Linked DNA regions of Gasterosteus aculeatus: region 1 is linked to region 2. A link is a contact called in public Hi-C data. All regions are on one chromosome and are shown on one strand. The core of a region is the stretch at or near the end of the contact, and the rest is flanking DNA. Distances in the headings are between cores, read along the strand shown.

Region 1 (4,634 bases), core at 2,034-4,533, 100 kb before region 2:
AGAGAACACACTCAGCACGTTGTTTTCATCTCATCGGGATACCTCCTCTGCATCTTTTTCCATCGTCCTCGTCGCAACAGCCGCGCAGATCTTCAAGGGTCTTTTTTAGGCCCAGTAGCTCCTCACCCGAAATCCCTCAAGGGTCTAAAAAGTGTGAGCAAAACCTCGGGGGGCAACGTTGAGAACAACAAATTCAACGTTTGGGCAGAGGAAGGAGATGGAGGAGAGAGAGCTGAGGGAAACGCAACACAAAGCGAGGAGGAGGAAGTAGAGGAGGAAGTGAGTGGGTGAAGAAGAGTCCGGCCAACATAAACTGTTATGCTACGGACCCTTTAAAGTGGCCTCATGAGTCCACGTCACGGCCTCAGCGCAAGCAGAGTGTACAACAAGTGTGGGCCTTTGTAAACAACTAAAAGAACAGAATCCTTTGAATTTTTCTGCTGTTTTATGTTGTATGGAGGACAAATGGTTCCCTCAGAGAAGAGAGCCAGGCCTCTGACCTCTGCGGTTTCTCGGATTCTTGCACCAGCTGGGAGCATGTGAGTGTGAATCCCGCCTTTCCCTCCTAAATTACCCCCAGGCCGTTGTTGCGAATAACAACCCGCCTCGGTCAGTTTAGCCCCACGTCTTGAAAGCAGTTTACGAGTTAAGAAACAAGCGGCCTCGCCGAGTCGTCCTCAAAAGACCGCGAGGACACTGGAGGGAGAGGGGGGGGGGGGAAACGGAGTCCACCAACACCCCCCGCTCTCCCCCGCCCCCCTCCAGGCGCTGGTTGTTTACCCACGTGGCAAACAAACCCCCACACCCCCATCTGGATGCTGGTGACTATTGAGGACTGAGACAGGGAGGAGGGTTTTGTCCACGTGTACAGCAGCACCTTGGCTTAGTTTGATTTAGACAACTAGATGGAGGAAGGAAGGAGACAACAAACAAAGGACCCATTTTAACACCCTTTGTTAAGTACAGTACTTGTACTTGAAGGCGTAAGGTTCCAAAGAGATAATGGCTGTGGCAAATGCACCAAAGCAAATGTTCCAGGTTTGAAAACTCTCACATATCATATCATTTCCTGGGTGGAATTTCAAACGCTGCTCTTTTGCCGCTGGTCTCGTCTCCAGCGAGCAGGGCTTTTATTTCGATTTCGTTGTGCCGCCGGTCAACACCTTCGTCGCAACTGATTACCGCATGGGAGCCGAGGTTGGGTCAAATGACACAGCTGCTCAGAGAGGCCTACCGAGAAAGGTCCTGTTTAAGTGCTTACGTTTGGTTTGACTCCCAAAGGCCGCTTTGACAAGTCATGGTAGCCAGCAAACTGCTGGCTCCCAAAGTTTTGGCCCACGCCCAAACAACAACAAAAAAAAGGCTCCCAGTTCTGGTCCATCCCGTCCCTCGAACCACGGACGTTCTCTCTCTTGTTTATCTTAGCTTTTAACTTGGCCGCAGCTTTCGGCCCTTCGGTCCAAGAAGACGCTCGACGGCATAACCTAAAAAAAATCTCCCTCGCGCACAAGGGCCGGTTAATCACTCGAGCTCTCCGATAACAGGGACGGGAAGTTCTCTCGTCTGGAGGAGTGACGTTGTTCTGAGGCTGTGGGCTCATTGGGAATCAGCTGGCCTCAGCCAACCGTAACAGCTTGAAATAATGGGAGCAAGACTTCCCAAAATCTTTACATCTGATTCTGCCTGCCTGCTGTTTTCATCCTCGCCACGACCCGCCGACTGCATCTGAGATAAATCGCACAATAACAACCCCCTTTTTCTCCAACGAGTGCCCCTAATCACATTTTCACTGCAATCAGTGTTTGTTGCTGAGGTTCTTTTTTTTTCTTTTCGCCTGGACATCTTGAAAATCTTGGCACGCGCCTCGTATTTCCACTCGCGCAATCTGTTTTCATTAAGCTCTCGTCTCCCTGAAGGAAAAAAGACAGTGTTTTTTCTTCTCAAAAGCACACTAATCTGTGTCAAAAATGAAAGAGAGAGACAGAGGCAACGCATTGTCCCCGGCGTGGACGAGAGGACTTGCTGAATTGACTTGTTTCTGGTTTGATCTCACTTAAAAGAGAGCACAGGGAGGAAAGGACCTTCATGGGCTTCAATGACTGCCCTGAATTGCTGAAAACGTGGTCTGACCTGACAAGGAATGGTTGACATATCTCTTTTTGTGTGTTTTGTGTGTGTGTGTGTGTGTCCCAAACTCCTCTGCAGGACCCCTGTCCTGTCAAAGCGGCGGTCCTGCGGTGTGTCCTGCTGGTCTTGTTATCTCACCTCTCCCTCATCTGGCTATTGTGTCTCCAATCTTGTCCCCTTTATCTAATCTGCCCCCCCCCCTACCCCGTCTCTCTCTCTCTCTCTCCACTTCTGAATGTCTCTCGCCCGCCAGTCCCTCGGGTTATTAGTTTGCTTGATCTCGAAGGCCTTTCATCCCGATAGAGCCGCAACACTGAAGCTAAACATGTATCTTCAGCTTTTTTTACCCCGCGAGCCTCGTCAACTTTGCCATATAAGGCCGTCTGTTCAGACAGAACACATTTGGAGAACTCTTTCTCTGCAAACACTTTCCAACTATTAAAGCTTTTTATAAATGTTCTCTCTTTGGGGTCTCGGTGCCACAGCCGAAAACAAAGGAAGATTTTATTCTGATTCCACGTATTCGCTCTGAAAATAAGCGTCCGTATGAGTCCAGCAGCTTCTCACACCTCAGCCTGTGGGGGCCTGTGATTGTGTGCATAAATGTGTGTGTGTGTGTGTGTGTGTGTGTGTGTGTGCGCCGAGCCCCATGGCTTGACACCTTACTTTGGCAAAAGGTGGATATCTCGACCAGCATCCATCACACACGTCTTGGCTGGCATCCCTGTGTGTGTGTGTGTGTGTGTGTGTGAGAGGATACTTGAGGCCGAAGCCACTGGGCGTCTGACCTCTCCTGACCACCTCTCACAGTGCTTTTTACCTCAGTTAGTGAAATAGCGAACAGCACCTTTGCTTTCTTTAAAAGTTCCCGGACAGGAGGTGAAACATGGATTACTTTATTCAAATCCATATTCATAGAGCTCACGTCGAGCCAGGCACCACTTCAGCAGCAGCCACTTCATTAGTTTCTCTCCCAAGTGCTCAGCGATCAACACCGGTCCACCTTAAGAGATTCTGGCATGCAGTTCTTCCTTTTTCCTGCTGGGGTCAGCGTTGCACCACGGGAAAGTCCACGTCGAACACCTTCTGGAGCCAAAAGGAGGGTCTTGTTTTTAAGGAGGTTCATGAGGGTTGAGAAACTTACTGTGAGCATGAAAAGCACAGTGCTGAATAGGTATCATTATGGAAGGATCATTCAGTGAGTGTTATTAAAGAATACAGAATACCATCCAGTTCCAGATGCATGAACATTAGCGTGCCCCCCCCCCCCCCTCCCTCTGCATGTGTACATGTCCTCCACTTCGAGAACCAGTGCTGGCTGTGTCTTGGTGCGGCATGAGGCGGCTGACACAGAGAAAGCAGCTTAGAGCTGCTGGTCCCGGGCGGCGAGCAACCTGGGGGCCTCCCGGACTGCCACCAACAGGGCTTTATCGGCCCCGAGGATTAGGCCGATTTCATCAGGGTCTGTGCCTGCTCGCAGCCACACATACCCACACAATCAGGCACGCTCAAACGTACACATGGAAAGTATGCGTACCTCAGCAAAGAAATTGTTCATCAAGGAGGGCCACATTTAAACAAAAGCAAACGTGAATGCCAAAGATGCTTTACTCCAGAGCGTCTCTGTTTATCTCAAGACATGTGTCAAGGTTTGGCCTAATGTTGTGGTGGGCTCTGTGTGGAGTAGGAGGAGGCCAAACAGCAACAGTTGCTAAGGGTCTCCTGTGTATGTACAGATGCTTGTGTGTGAACGTGGTAGAGGAGGTCAAAGGTGGCCCGGAGTAAGAGTTAAAGCTGCCTTCTGTTTGGAACTCCAGGTCAGCAGAATGACATCAGACGGGCTCTTCTGTGTGCATCTTTGTTCTAAAAGCTAAAGGCTCACGGTGGTTACATCATTTGTGCTTGTGGCGACACGATACAGCCAACTCCAATTGGCTGATGAGTCATGTTAATGAAGAGAATACACGTATTACCAACCACAATACAGCTCTAGAAATATTGAAAGGCCCCTTCAACTTGGACTATATTACACTATTCTCCAGGGTTAAAAAGTAAATATTTGCTTGGGGTGCAAGTAAAAATGTACATTTACTGCCCCTCCTGTTAAGAGGTATCATAGTGCAATTATGAGTAATTAAACATCTGTAATTTTACTTTTACTTATCGTTCTCTCCTAAGTAAAAACAATAAGGCTAATTTAGGCGTGTGGCCTCTGCCCACGCGAATCCACGCGGCGCGTTAGCTGCAGGTGTGTGCGGACTTTAGCTAAAATGCTCCCGTGCTGCGGCAGGTGACGTCTCCATTGGCCTCCACCTCCGCTGAGGTGTTTGTGGCTGGATTTTCTTTACTGCGTGGGACAATAAACCCTGACTTTGAGGAGCCGGGACCAAAGGGGGCTGAGCGGACAAGGTTGGTTTCGCTATTGTTTCCATACTATCATATTTTTTTATTTAGGTAAATTCTCCCAAGTCTGCACTGAGGAGGTAAGTTTAGTTATTAATAATGAA
Region 2 (4,578 bases), core at 577-3,076:
CATCTGGCACCTGAGGAAGGTCTTCAGAAAGTACATGACCCGGGTCAACAAACCACTCACCCTCCGTCCTCCCTTCTTCCCTCACACATTCACATCTGTTTACACAATGTAGACATTTCTGTACAAAGAGTCGATCTTTCATATACATGTAAGCATTCAACCATATTTACGCAGAAACACACACATACAGACACAGAGAAAACACCCATCAGTCAAGTGTTTCAGAAACCGTAACACACACAAACACACGTACACACACAATCTACTCTGACTCTTCCAGTGGGGAAAGAAAACACAGCACTGAACTTGTAATTTATTGTGTGTACAACTGGTATGTGTGTGAATAAAAAAAAACAATAAGATGAGCTTTATTTATTTTAGTAATTTTGTATCATATTACTATTTGACTGAGGAACATGACTCCGCAGAATCATTCCTTTGTGAGAATATAGTGTTTCTTTTCTAGTCATCCACATGAAATATATGTACATAAAATCTATATATTTAAATATCTTTGTGTCTGTGTTGTTCATATAGCAAATGCATCAATATGTTTTATTTATATTGCATGTGTTTTGAATATAGCAAATCCCTCACTATCGGTACACACAAGTTATGATTGTGACTGTGGCCTTTCTTTGAACGTACAGTAAGTAATTACATAGCTAAACAATAGCAATATAACAATGGAACGTACACACATCTAAAGTAAACATCCACAGTGGCCCGTGGACTGTTATTTGCATTTGATCAATACAATTGATGATTCAACATGTTAGCAGCATTTTAATGTTGGTGGGAAGATGAATCTATATAACCTCAACATAATGAGATCATATAAAATGGGTACGATGTAAGATGTGGACAGATGTCAATCTCGATCAGTTTCGGTCCACAAATAAAATTCAATAGAAAACAGAATAGAGTGTCCAGCTCCTGTACATCCATATGTCCCCTAAAACTCTTCATGCCATTAAGTTGCGGCTCTGACCCAAAAATGATTCAGAACCATTGTCACCACAATACATGGCTGTGGCAGTACTGCCTCCACCGGGTCAGTTACGGCCTCCAGGCTCCCAGATGTAATGCTAAAGGTGCCCCCTGTTGGCCAAACCTGGGATTGGTCCATGTAGTCATGGAAAATCACTCCAGCAGTGTGGGGAATTTCCAAAACTCGTGCCTACCATCTTCTGGGACATTATGAAATTACAACTGTTCCCTTTTTGTGACCTGTTGGTTTTAAGGTGGACCGCAGTGATCTTTCCCTTCAGAGACTGATCGGTGAGGTTTGCTCCAGTGAGTCACAGGTTAGACAAATCACACGGAGTTATATTTGTTCATTGTGTGTGTGTGTGTGTGTGTGTGTGTGTGTGTGTGTGTGCGTGTGTGTGTGTGTGTGTGTGTGTGTGTGTGTGTGTGTGTGTGTGTGTGTGTGTGTGTGTGTGTGTGTGTGTGACTTGTTGTAATATCGTATTCATACATTTAAATTATTTTCACACCACATTAAAATATTGAGGGAATAATTGAGTTCAATTTCCCTAAGTAGTTGGTACAGTCTGATTCTTCAAAGTGTTGTAAAACTTGTACGTAGTTTCTCCACATAATTGTATTGCGGCTTCCCAGTTATTCTTAATAAAACTCCAACGTAAACTGTGTGTTGGAGAGAAGGACCAGTCACGGCGGGTGGGGGGGAGGAAGCCGGAGGACAGGGGCTCTGTCTGCCCTGGTTTGAGTGCAGAGGCAGCGGGCTGGGTGGACCGATCTACCTTAAGAACTTAGCGGCCCCCGCTCTGAGCCTCCAAACCCGGCCACGGCGTACCATAGCCGGCTTGGCACGGAGGAATGAGTACGACTCCCGGACCTGCTGCCATCTCCATTCTCCAGTTGCGACTACAACACTGCTCTACATCAGCCTCCGCTGCCTGTCACCCTGATTTATGTTGGAATGGGCAGTTTAATAAAAGGCATGTTGCTAACTGATCCATTATATGTGCACTAATATTACAGGGAAGCCTTTTGGGGAAACTGATCTTAGAAGTATTAGTTGTGGGTCATGTCTGTATTTGTACATAATTGTGAAAGACCAGTTTGAAGAAGCAAATGTTTCTCTCCCCAAAGATCTCTATCCTCTGTTGATTGTCATGGCACCGCTCCAGGTTGGTGCGTTTTCGTTGCGCACGGGACTTGGCCCCTCTCACATCAAAGGGCCCTCGTGAAAGGGGTGGTCCCGAGGCAGGGGGATATATAGGAGGGACCTGCTCTGTTCTGACTGCAAGGCAAGAGCAGAGAACAGACTAAACGGGTCAGCAGAGGAAAAGCCTGCCCCGAATTCAAATAGAGCAGAATCGAGACATCTGCTGAGCTTTGGAGAGAGAGAAGAAACCTGTTGGATTTACCACCGAGATCGAACTTTTGTTTGAATTTATTGAAATAGGTTTTTTTTCAATAAATCAGAACTGCACATAACTTTAAACAAGTTTTCCACTGGATTTGATCCTTTTTTAGATTTATATGCGTCTGCGTAATTTTGTGGACAGATTTGTGGCTCAGATGCTCGCGGTTTGTAACTTGTAGTGGAAAATCTTTTAAAGGATTTAATTTAAGAGACTTTATCAATTTGTCTTTCCACTTGTCGGATTTCACAGTTGCATGATGAAGTTTTTACAACTTTCCATTGGTTTAATCGCCACTCTGTGCGTCGGCGTGGCGCATAGCGCGTGGGAGGAGAGCACCGTAGTGCCGGTCAGACTAGACCCGACGGCTCGGTCTGACAGCAAAACCGAACCGTGGCGGACTCTCTCTGCGGAGGAGAAAGAGAAGGAGGCGGAGATGAGGGAGTACCGATTGGACGTATTTGGCAAGGAGCTGGTCTTGCAGCTAGAGCCCGACCAGACTTTCTTGGCGCCCGGTTTTGTCTTCCACATCGTGGGGAGCCCTGATACCGACCCGACACAGGAACCCAAGAGCGGAGCCGAGCCGGGTTGCTTCTTTTCTGGTACTGTTAACGGAGAGGAACACTCTGCCGCTGCACTTAACCTGTGCCACGGACTTCGGGGCGGATTCTATTTTCAGGGGGCAGAGTATTTTATTCAGCCCCAGAACTCGATTAACTTCACGGGCACCGAGAAGGATGTCCACGTGATCCGCCGGAGAGATCGGGCTGTTTTGGCAGAGGAGGGGAGCTCCAAGTGTGGGGTCAACGAGGACGAGGAGAAGGTGCCAAAGAATCTGGAGAAAGAAGACCAGCACGGCGCCGCTAACGCAGACCAGACAGGTACGGCTGCAGAGATCTTTGCGCATTTTACGCATTGTTAATCGCTTCAGATTATAGTAAACTAAAATATTTGACCAGCATCCGTAACAAATGGCAATAGACACGGAAAAGGTGATCAACTCGTAATGTATACAAATTTTTCATATAAGTCGTTAGCTGTAGTGTAACATACTGTCCGAACTGCTGTTGTTGTGCGTGTGCCAAAAAGCACGGCATGCGCATCGGACCCGGCTGTCTCTGACAGCGCCGTCTACGCATAACCAGAGATGAAGACGGGAGAGGAGGAGGGTGGCGAACTTCTCCAGGAGGGGAAAGGGGAGGAGGGGGAGTGGCGGAGGAAGGGGAGGAGAGCAGCGGGGTTGGGGCCAGGCACAGCCCGGCAGTGCTGAGTCGCGCGAACTCGCCTCCTGGTACAGACATTTTTCCTATTAGAGGATTTTCTCCCTTCGCATAAATTTCCACCAGAGAAGGTCAGTTTAGGAATGTGGACCTTGAGAAGGAGGAGCCAATGGTGGTGTGACGCTGAGTCACGGAAGCAGGCTCCTCCGGGCACGCACAGAGCTCTCTCTGTAGGCTCCACACAATGAAATTACTACACTGGTCGGGTTTAACAGTGTGCAGACTGGGAAAACGGAATCATGTCTATTATAATGAATAAATGTCTCTCCAGTGGAGTCACGACTGCAATCTGCTCACATGAGCTCCACCTAGTCTGATCTGACCTCCCTTGTGTCTCTCTTCTCTCCCCTCAGAACACCACAGAACCCGGCGCTTTGTTTCCACCCCTCGCTACATGGAGATCATGCTAGTGGCCGACCAGTCCATGGCTGAATTCCATGGCGCCGGGCTCAAGCCCTACCTTCTGACCATCATGGCGGTGGCGTCCCGCCTCTACCGCCACCCTAGCATCCACAACTCCATCAGCCTGGCGGTGGTGAAGCTGCTGGTGGTGTACGAGGAGGAGCGAGGCCCTCAGGTGTCTTCAAACGCTGCCATGACCCTCCGCAACTTCTGCCAGTGGCAGCGGCAGCACAACCCACCCAGCGACCGCCATCCTGAGCATTATGACACCGCTGTGCTCTTCACCCGGACGGTAAGTTTGAGTGAGAGAATGAGAGACAGACAAAGAGGAAGAGTAGCGTTCAAGAGTATTCACACATTGGTTTTACTCCGTGTAGGACTTGTGTGGAGCCCACTCTTGCGACACTCTAGGAATGGCAGATGTTGGCACGGTGTGCGACCCGGAACGAAGCTGCTCAATCATCGAGGACGATGGGCTTCAAGCGGCATTCACCGTGGCACAT

What was found. A called contact is a pair of places that touch in the nucleus more often than the background predicts.
Region 1: a contact with region 2 is called in a Hi-C map of skeletal muscle, with 8 times the contacts expected there. The contact joins the enhancer-like site here to the promoter of adamts1 in region 2. A contact is called at or near these places in 3 of 6 Hi-C or Micro-C datasets (skeletal muscle, tail fin and whole body).

What each region holds. Positions count from the first base shown.
Region 1 is chr1:24,321,465-24,326,098 of fGasAcu3.hap1.1, reverse strand. No RefSeq gene overlaps it. Among protein-coding and RNA genes, the nearest start is that of LOC120825181, 55 kb to the left of the region's middle. Within about 2 kb of position 3,283, at least 1 of the 9 cell types and tissues checked has open chromatin away from gene starts, as enhancers often do.
Region 2 is chr1:24,219,808-24,224,385 of fGasAcu3.hap1.1, reverse strand. It overlaps adamts1 (ADAM metallopeptidase with thrombospondin type 1 motif, 1), which reads left to right and starts at 1,826. Exons shown (of 8, transcript XM_040188491.2): 1 at 1,826-3,274; 2 at 4,027-4,367; 3 at 4,453-4,578. The coding sequence starts at 2,650. It overlaps adamts5 (ADAM metallopeptidase with thrombospondin type 1 motif, 5 (aggrecanase-2)), which reads left to right. Exons shown (of 8, transcript XM_040177479.2): 8 at 1-511.